2 separate regions of the Mus musculus genome follow, and region 2 is linked to region 1. The links are chromatin contacts, called in public HiCAR-type maps. All regions are on one chromosome and are shown on one strand. The core of a region is the stretch at or near the end of the contact, and the rest is flanking DNA. Distances in the headings are between cores, read along the strand shown.

Region 1 (4,699 bases), core at 1,043-3,542:
AGATGTCCTGGATCTGATCTCTCTCACTGCACTGCCTGGAATCCCAGCATTCAGGAGACAGTAAGAAGGATCAGAAACTCAAGGTCATCCTTAGCTATCCCAGTGAGTTACAGCCCAGCCAAGGCTACAACAGACCTGTCTCAAAAAAAAACAAGTCAAAACCAGCCAAACAACAACAATGTAAGGGGAAAACGTGAACAAAGCAAAGATACACTGTCAACAAAGCAGAGAAGTTATAAGGCAAGGGTCTGCAGGACCTGGAGGGAGTAGCATTTCTACTCACAAAAACTTTTCTTTCTATCATTCGTCAAAGAGAAAAAAAGAAAAGAAAAGGTGTGATTCTGTTTCCATGACACCACCACCTCTCTGTACCTGCACAGAGATCCACAGAATCGTTTTCGTCAGAGCTGTGCAATAGCTTTGGAATGCAGAGTGCATTCCTGGTCACCAGAGGACGGACTGGAGGAACCCTGACCATCCATTTCACTGCCTAATGCGTTCAGTAAGCCAGAGAGGGAGGGAGCTCTGAAACCTTTCCTGTCTGTGGGTCCCAAATTCACCAGCCAGAACAAATAGCCACGTTCTCCCAAAGCAACCTCATTGCAACAGGTCTGGAAGTCCTGGCGAGGCCCAGACGTCAGTGGTTACAGGTCTAGTGATAGAAGGCCCCAAGTATGACCACTGTTAAGAGTCAGGGTTTCCATCTGTCAATCAACAGAAATCCAAGAGTGCCAGGAAACTACAGGATTGGTAAGAGTCACCTGTAATCCCAGCACTCGGATTCATGGCCTACAGAAGCCTGCCTCAAAAAAAAAAAAAAAAAAAAAAAAAAAGAAAAGAAAAGAAAAGAAAAGAAAAGAAAGAAAGAAAACAAGGCCTGAGGATGTAGCTCAGTAGCAGAGCATTGGCCTAGCACGTACAAGACCGAGGTCTGTCACAAGTACCTCCTACTCCCCCAAGCCATACATTTTGAACATCTGACAAAAAAGACTGGTGGTGTTTGCTCCCTTCCTTAGTCAAATAAAGCACAGGATACAAAACATTGATCAAATATGGCTGCTCACCAACTATAGAAGAAGGCCAGCTGGGCCTTGCTTCTGCCCTCCTGTGAAGACAAACTACTCCAGAGCAGTCAGATGTCACAGGGACAATGACAAGAGATGCCTTCCAGGGAATGCCAAGACTTCCATGTGCAATATAAGCTCGCTCACTTCACCCTCGGGGAGGAAAACAAGTGCTCCCTAGGGCTTACATCAGACAAGGGAACACCAGCAGAAGTCAGGTGCCTCCCATACAATCTGGGTCTCCCTAAGCACAGAAAAAGCGGTCTCGCCTAGAACCTGTAGTCTTCAACCTTAGCTAAACGACCCACCCACCCACCACCAAACAACCACTGGGTCACCAAAGAGATGGATGAGGTGCCAAGAGCTCCAGAAGAAAAGCTGCCCAGACCTCAGCCAAGGAATGTAGAACACGAAGGCTCTGCCGGCCTTCCTTGGAACCAAAGAATTTTTTTCTTCCTCTTAAGGCTTTTCTTCCCAGGTACTTCACCGCAGTCCATCCGGTACCATCAAGCCCTCTAGCAACTGAAGCCTCCCAGTCTTCCGGCGGGGATGAACGTTTGTCCTAAAGGAACGCACTGGCGCAGCGACCACCCAAGGTCACGCCCCGGAAACCAAGGGCAGGAGCTGCGCTGGAGTTCTGGGGACGCCCAGCGAGGCGGGGTGCCACCGGGTCGCCAGTGCTCCCCACTGGCCCCCTAATTAGCACCAGAGGCATGCCCGCCACGCCCCAGGCCGAGCTTCCGGAAGGACGCCCCGGGGCCGCCGCGACCCACCTCCGCGTCCAGGGCCCCTGGTTCTTTAGTGCCCGCCGCCCCGGCCGTGGCCTCGCTGCCCGCACTCGCACGGCCCGCAGCCTCTCGGCTTTGAAGGCTGGGTGGGAGGCAGGGCTCAGGCCCCGCCGCCCGGGCCTCGGAAGCCCTCTGACTCTGTCGCCCCGCACCACCTAGGTCACAGTACACCGAGAGGTCCCCCTTGGCCCCATCGGGAGGCCCCGGCCCGTGCCCATCGCGCTGGAGAGCCGCAGCCCCACCGCCCCCGACCCCGCCCCCGGCCGTGCAGTCCCTCCAGAAGCGACTCCGGCAGCGACCCAGCCCCTGCACCACCACGACCCCTCCCAAGATGCGGTGGCGACCCTAGCCGCGCCTAGAACGCACCTTGAGGGTCGGGTACTCCTGCACCTTCAGGGTCATGGACAGCTGGGCCGCCGACTCCTGCACCGCCATCTTGGGCCGGCCGAGCGGAGGAGGCGGGTACGGGGCACGCCGGATAGTGACGTGCTACGTACGGGAGCAGGCGGAGCGGCTATGAGTCTGCACCAATCGTGTCACCGGGCCGCCCGAGCGGAAGAAGGCCAGAGCCAATCATCTTTCACGGGCTCGACCAATCGCCGGCAGCTCTAGAGAGCGGCTTCCTCATTGAATTGTCCGCTGGCGTAGGCCGCAGATGCGGATTTAGTAGAGCGGGGATCCCGACGCCATGGACGTTCGGAGGGTTGGGGCTGAGACGACTCACGTTGTGGTCGCACCCCCCCCCCACACACACACCTCCGAAGTCGCCTCCCGTAGTGGTCACAGGCCCTGCCTCAGCGCTCGGTGGCCGTTATCTCTGAATGGTCACTTAGGGGTGCGGTTTTTGCCATCCGGGAACTACTTTCCTTCATCTCCATTTTCGCCGATTAACAGCTCTGGCGTCCAAGAGCGGGCTTCCCAATAAAAGATAAAGAATGTTTACAATAGAATAAGACAGGGAGGGGCTATCGAGCAGCTGTGCTTTCCTGCCAGTAATAACATAAGGAACACTTGGGAACTGCATTTGTGAAAAAGCGATGAATCCTTGATTTGGGGTCCAAAAGGCGTCTGAAGGTGTCCAGTCCCTGACCTAAACTTGTAGTCAAGTTGAATTCCTGGAGCAATAGTAATGATCAGTTAACATCTTTCTGATAAACTAAGCAACGTGGATCTTCCAGGGCTCCTGAGTGAAAGCAATTATCTGTGATGTAGGCTTCACCCTACAGCACATGTCACAAGACCTGAGAATCAGTCTGTTCCCTAAGGCAATGAGGACTTCTTTAAACCACCTGAAAAACAGAATTGAAGTAACTATCAACCAGACCACACCTTGACTGAGATTGCTTAATTATCATGCCTTTTACCTACATTCTAATTCTTCTATTTTGAACTCAATTTGGCCATTTGTTGGTAGCCAGACAATAAACTTGAGGGTCACTAAAACCCTTTATCTGAACTGAATGGCTTTTTTTTTTTTTTTTTTTTTTTTTTTTTTTTTTTTTTGGTGAATTGAACCTACCTCACGTTTGCATGATTTCTGCAGAAGCCAGAAGAGAGCGTTAGATCCCCCAGGAACTAGAGTTACAGATTGTTGTGAGACAAGCACATGGGTGCTGAGTACTAAACTTGAGTTCTCTACAAGACCAGCATGTGCTCTTAACCCATGAGCCATCTCTCCAGCCCTCCTCGCCTGCTTTTAAAATTAAAAATGGAATTACATTTCATTCCTTAGGAAATGACTTCTACATTAAGTTGTCTTTTGTATTTTACAGAACTGGATCTTTGTTTTGTTTTTCCTTGAGACTCTATCTTGGAACTCTATGTAGACCAGGCTAGCCTCGAACTCAACAGAGATTCTCTTGTTTCACAGATCTTCTGTGCCCCTTCTCAGATGATACCATCTCCCATGCAGGTTCCATGCCTCCCTCCCCCTAGTCTTTAGTCTTATAGAGTTAGATGATGAAGAAATCAGTGACTGTGAGTCCTCCAGTCCACATTTGCACAGTGGCATTACATATTCCCCTCTGTAGCCATTCTGTCTGACTCTCTTACATGGTCACATTTAAGTCCAGGGCTGTAATATATGATGTTGGCCCCCTTAGAGGCCAACTTTGTGGCTTCCTGGATTCAAAACTAACCCAAAGAGAGAAACATATATTCTTCTCTGATGCTGTCAGTGAAAGAGCCTAGTGGGGAAACCCCCACTCAACTCCCGATTTGGCGTGCACCCAAGAATCACGAACAGACGACCATCTTGATGTAAAAACACGAGGTAGTTTAATGGCAGAGCTCTGGGTCGAAACATATCTCACGCAGGAGACAGTGGTTTCGACCCCTGTTGCGTCCAACTCAACCAGCAAGGAAAACAAACCACCAGTTCTTCTTAAAGCAGTTTGCTCAGGCAGCTTCTCTCTTCAAATCCCCCGCCTCTCGGGGTACAAGAGTTTTTATCCACTCAAGCCACAACCATGCCTCAATCAATCACCACAGGTCACATCACCTCACCAGGCAGGCTTGCTCAGCCAATCAGGGATTAAGGGCAAGCCATCCACCAAATATGGGCTTGTTGACTGCCTGGCACAGATTTCTGTCCGGCTGACCAGGGAGTCCGGAATGGCTTCCCACAGACCCTTTAATGGCGGAGCTCATGAAGGAGACAGTGGATTTGACCATGAGGCTTGGAAGCTAGTGGTTTCTAAAGAAAAGGGGTGGGGCTGGGGGAGGAATTGGCGCAGTTTCACATGATTGGTTCATTTAAACATCAGCAGGGAAGAATTGGCGTGGTTTCACATGATAGGTCCATTTAAACATCAGCAGCCTGTTAACATTTAACTTAGGTCAGAAGGG
Region 2 (4,699 bases), core at 1,559-4,058, 1.4 Mb before region 1:
AATCAAAATAACTAGACAATACTTGTGTCAGGGTACTCTGGTGGAGTCAGCTTGTGAGGCAAAAATGCCAAAAAGCTGCTCATGAGAAATGAATTTCTAGGACTCTCCTCCTGGATATTCTGGCGAAAGCCAACTCTCCAGTTTGGATCGGTTTGTCAGGCGAAAAGCCTGGAAGCTGTTTCACGAGGATAAGAGTCCAGGGAAATTTTCCTCCCAGAGTTATGGCATCTCTTTCCCTAACCCATTATATTCAAATTTCCACCACATTAATCTAGTGTATAGATTCACGTGCACTCTATTAAGCATCACCTTATAGTAAATGCCTTTTAATATTGTATTCTAACATAGCTAAAGCCTTTCCCCAGTGTTCTTAGATTCCAGATAGCAGCAAGGAGCTTAACCCATTCAGTAAACAATTAAGCACTTGCCATTTTACTCAGCTGTTTACAGATAGAGACTAAAAGTCTCACTGAGATAGAAATGTTTTACTACAGGCTTCATTCCATGTCAAGTATAAGTTGATATACTACCCTGATAAGGGGGAACTCTCCAGACAGGATAAGTTTTACTAGACCTAAGAATTTAGAGCTCAGTGATAGCACATTACTCTTAAGGCCTGTCAAGAGTTAACAACCCCCTGATGCTTTTAACCTTAAAGTGTGAAATTCTTGCCTGGCATTAGGCTGATCCTAGGCAGGGCTTGTTATCCCTAATGTAAACATTTAATTAGTCCCTGCAAATTCCTTTCTGCTGTAACTGGTGAATTTCAGTGTATCTTGTCTTTTTGTGATTTGTATCCTCTGATAATTCGTTGTTATATAAGTCTGAAGCTCAACCAGAACATTACATTCAGATTCAACACCTCTCTTGTGTGTGGCTGATTGTCATTTTCATCCGACTCCTTACCCATCTGCCTAAGAAATCCCGTTCCTCGAAGACCAGGGACCTAGAGGGTCTGTGGCATACTTGGACAGCCCAGCATGGTGCCACATGCCTTTAATCCCAGAGAGAGGAGGCAGAGGCAGGAGGATGGATCTCTCTGAGTTCAGGTCAAGAGTTACATAGTGAGACTCTCAAAAGCAAAAAGAAACTACTTATCTAGAGGATAAGAAGTTTTCTATTCACACTTTTCACCTTATAGAAGGAAATTTTATTCCTATATTTTGTTCTATCAAGTAAGCCACCTTTTCTCCCCAAATCTTTATTTAAAAAAAAAAAAAAAAACAAACTCTCAGGACTGGGAACATAGCTCAATGATATCACCAGAACACTTATTTTCTAAGTGAGTTTTAATGATGACATTCTTTAGTAGGTTGTTCCCAAAAGTTCTCCTTATTAATTATACAAATCCAGATTAGAAATAAAATGCCCAGAGTTGAGAGAAAGGACTGAGCTGCAAGAGAGCACAGGGCTCAACACTCAGCATGGATTTCCAGGAAATGTTTTGAGCGTCTCTTTTCTCTTAGAGCACTGTGACTCATGGTCTCTCTTCTGTTTCAATATTCTCTCCAGTCACAAGCAGCTAGCTTCCAAAGATCTATAAGATGTCAGCAAAGAACTAAACAGGAACTTTTACTGGCACAAAGTCAGAGTCAGAGTGGCCTATGTTCTAAAACAAGCCTGTCTGCAACACTAGTAAAATTCATTCCCCGGTGAAAACTGAGCACCACCAATGTATCCGTTTTATATAGAACAAAAAATCGATAGGCAGTTAAGTATAAGTCGACTCTTTCATATATATGCACACATATAGTTTTTTATTAATAATCACACCTAAGTAACTCACCATGTACTTGACAAATACAACTCATCCAACTGCCTGCAGACACACAGAAGCACACCTCTCTGGCTATGCTTAAAACCTGGTTTAACTACACTACACCACAAACTAAATGAAACGCCAGGAGAGTACGAAGTGCCTCGAGTCACAGGCTGCTTCAAGTGTCACTTGGAAAAAGAATATCCCATTGGATGCGTTCACACTCCCCCGCCCTCAGCACTCCCGCCGAGACCTCCTAAAAGCATTATGTCATCCACTACCCGCACATCTCTCACGCTGTCCTGCACTCCCAGCTCTTAGGCCTGATGAGGAGGTAACCCTAGAGATCTCTGCCTCTCCAAGTTCTCTTCACAACAGTCATGTGCGCCACCGCCCCAGTTTCTCCAGAAGAGAGAAACAAGTTCGTTCCCTAACTTCGCAAACTGGGAACGGCGAAGGCACTGGAGTCGTGACGCCCCTCAGCGAGTCCCTGGCTGGCCTGACCCGGCTCTGTCTCCTCTGAGGGAGGCCAGAGACCCCGCAAGACGAGGGCCCGGGCCGGGAAAGCCTGGCCTCAGGGAGGTACCGCGACCCTCTGGACAGGGAACAGTGTTGGCCATGCCCAGCACGCAGGCCAGGGGCGCGGGGCCCGGGCGGGAGCTGCGGCGCCCGGACTCACGGTCGGTGCAGCGGTTCCTCTGCCGGACCTGGCAGCGGCGGTGGTGGCGGCGGCGGCTGCCCCTGAGGCGGCGGCTGAGGGGGTTGAGGCGGAGGCGGCGGCGGCGGTGGCGGCGGCGCCTGCGGCGGTGGCTGCTGCTGCTGTTGCTGCTGAAACGACTTGAGCGACTCGAAAGCCTTCATCAGCTTTTCCAGGGTTGCCATGACGGCTTCCTGCCCGATGGGACAGACCCTGAAGACTTGGAGCCTACTGGCACTACGCGGCGCCACTTAGCAGCAAGGCAATGAATGGGGCTCTGCGCGGCAGGCAGAAGCGGAACCAAGGCGCTCAGCCATCTTGGGCCCGTCCCGGCAACCCTCGCGGCGAGTGCGTCCCGTGACGTCATGCCGGCGGAGACGAGGCCACGCCAGACCCGCAGAATTGACAGGCGGATGCGTCGTCCTCTTTCCCGAAGTCAGGACGCAGGCCTGCGGGGCCTCTGCTAGTTTAAGACTCTCCGCCCCGCCGATGTGGCCCCGCCCCTTCCCGCAAAAGCCAGCCCCCCTTAGTGAAGAGGGCCAAGCAAGAGGATGAGGTGGGCGGGGCGGGCTGCTAGATGAGGGACGGAGCTGAGCGGAGAGTGGGCTTTAGGGCGGCTCCCTGGCACCAGCGATAGAAAAGAAGTGAGGAGGTGGGCAGAGGAGTTGGGGAGACCCGGAAGGAAGAAAAGGTTGGAAAGGGGAATGACAGCGAAGAAATTTTCCTGCGTAAAGCCACCCTACACCTGGAGTCACCGGGAAAGCGATTGTGGAGCTCGGAACCCGAAACCCAAAGCAGCTCTCTCTTCCACAAGCCAGGTGGTGGCCTGAGCTTCCCGAACGCAGCGTGCTGGGAGCTCCCTGCAATGAGAAGGGAACCAGAGTGACCTGTATTCAGGACCAAAGAACCCTTTATGATCCGTGGACCCCGAAGCCCCAGAAGTGTCTGCAGTAGAGAAGGCTGAGAAAGGGTTTCAAGCAGGCAGCGAAGGCTGAGAAAGGGTTTCAGGCAGGCAGCAGTAGTTACTGTCCAAAGAAAGGCTGTGTTTCATGCAACTTTGGTCACACACTCTACATTGAGACACGGACCCTGGAAAGTGCTGTGGCAACCAGCCAGGACCTACAAGGGGTCTCATTGCCACCAGCGCTGAAGTCCTTGTCTCTAGAGCCTCCATCTCCCAAAGGTGAGCAATTAAAGCAGGAAGCTGAAAATGGTGTGGATACACCCAAGCTGCCCCTGCAGTCTGCCCAGCAAAAAGTGTTGGCTTCAACCGGGCATGGTGGTGCATGCCTTTAATCACAGCACTTGTAGAATGCTTTTTGAGTAGCATGCACGAAGCTCTGAGTTCAATCCCTGCATTTTATAAACCAGGGGTGGTAATCATGTACTCTGCAGGTAGAACGAGGATCAGGAGTTCCAGGTTTTCCTTGGCTTCATAGTGAATTCAAGTCAGCATGGGCTGTATCAGAACTTGTCTCAAAAGAAAAAGGAAAAGGAAAAAGCCAAGCAGTGATAGAACACACCTTTAATCTCAGCAGTCTGGAGGCAGAGGCAGGCAGATCTCTGAGTTATAGGTCAGCCTGTTCTACAAAGTGAGTTCCAGGACAGCCAGAGCTACATAGAAACCCTGTCTCAAACAAACAAACAAAACCGTTCCGGCTTCAGAAAAAGCTGTCTGGAGGTGATCCATGCAGTGAGAAACCCAATGAAGCTTCAGGCTACCTGTAAGAATCAAATGCCCTATTCCATGGCCATAAGGCACTCCATTTTCTCGAAATGGCCAAGTATACAGAAACCAACACTGTTACTGTAGGGGTATAAGCCCGCCGCTGTTAAACTGGGAAGGAGAGCAGAGAAACAGCCTTTAGATTCTATGTCCCCTCTGTTACTAATGGCACTATTAGATGCACAGTGCCAGTGCTAGCTCTCACATGAGGCAGCCTCTAACAGCTGGCCAGGGTTGGTAGTTGCTAGTAGGCAGACTTGGAAGAAGGCCCAGTGAGCCCTGTCTCTTAGCATTCTCTAGGTTATGATGTCCCTGCTCCCAAGTAAGGGCAGCTAGTAACTGACTTCTAACCAATACAAGACAAAGATAATGGGATGTCACACATTTGTTAGGCTACAAATGTAACTTCAGTCTTGCTAACTACCAACTTCTCAGCTTATATACATTGATGAAGAACAATTGGCAAGACTTAACATAAAGAACTACCCATGGCCAACAGTCAAGACAGATATTGGTG

What was found. HiCAR-type assays count read pairs that join an accessible place to other places.
Region 2: a contact with region 1 is called in a HiCAR-type map of astrocytes, with 2.8 times the contacts expected there. The contact joins the promoter of Htt here to the promoter of Maea in region 1. A contact is called at or near these places in 1 of 115 datasets of contacts at active chromatin or transcription factors (astrocytes) and 2 of 9 other capture datasets (adipose tissue and liver).

The regions. Positions count from the first base shown.
Region 1 is chr5:33,333,165-33,337,863 of GRCm38.p6, reverse strand. Maea (macrophage erythroblast attacher) reads right to left here and starts at 2,292. Exons shown (of 9, transcript NM_021500.2): 1 at 2,219-2,292. The coding sequence starts at 2,287.
Region 2 is chr5:34,759,849-34,764,547 of GRCm38.p6, reverse strand. It overlaps Htt (huntingtin), which reads right to left and starts at 2,808. Exons shown (of 67, transcript NM_010414.3): 1 at 2,439-2,808. The coding sequence starts at 2,641.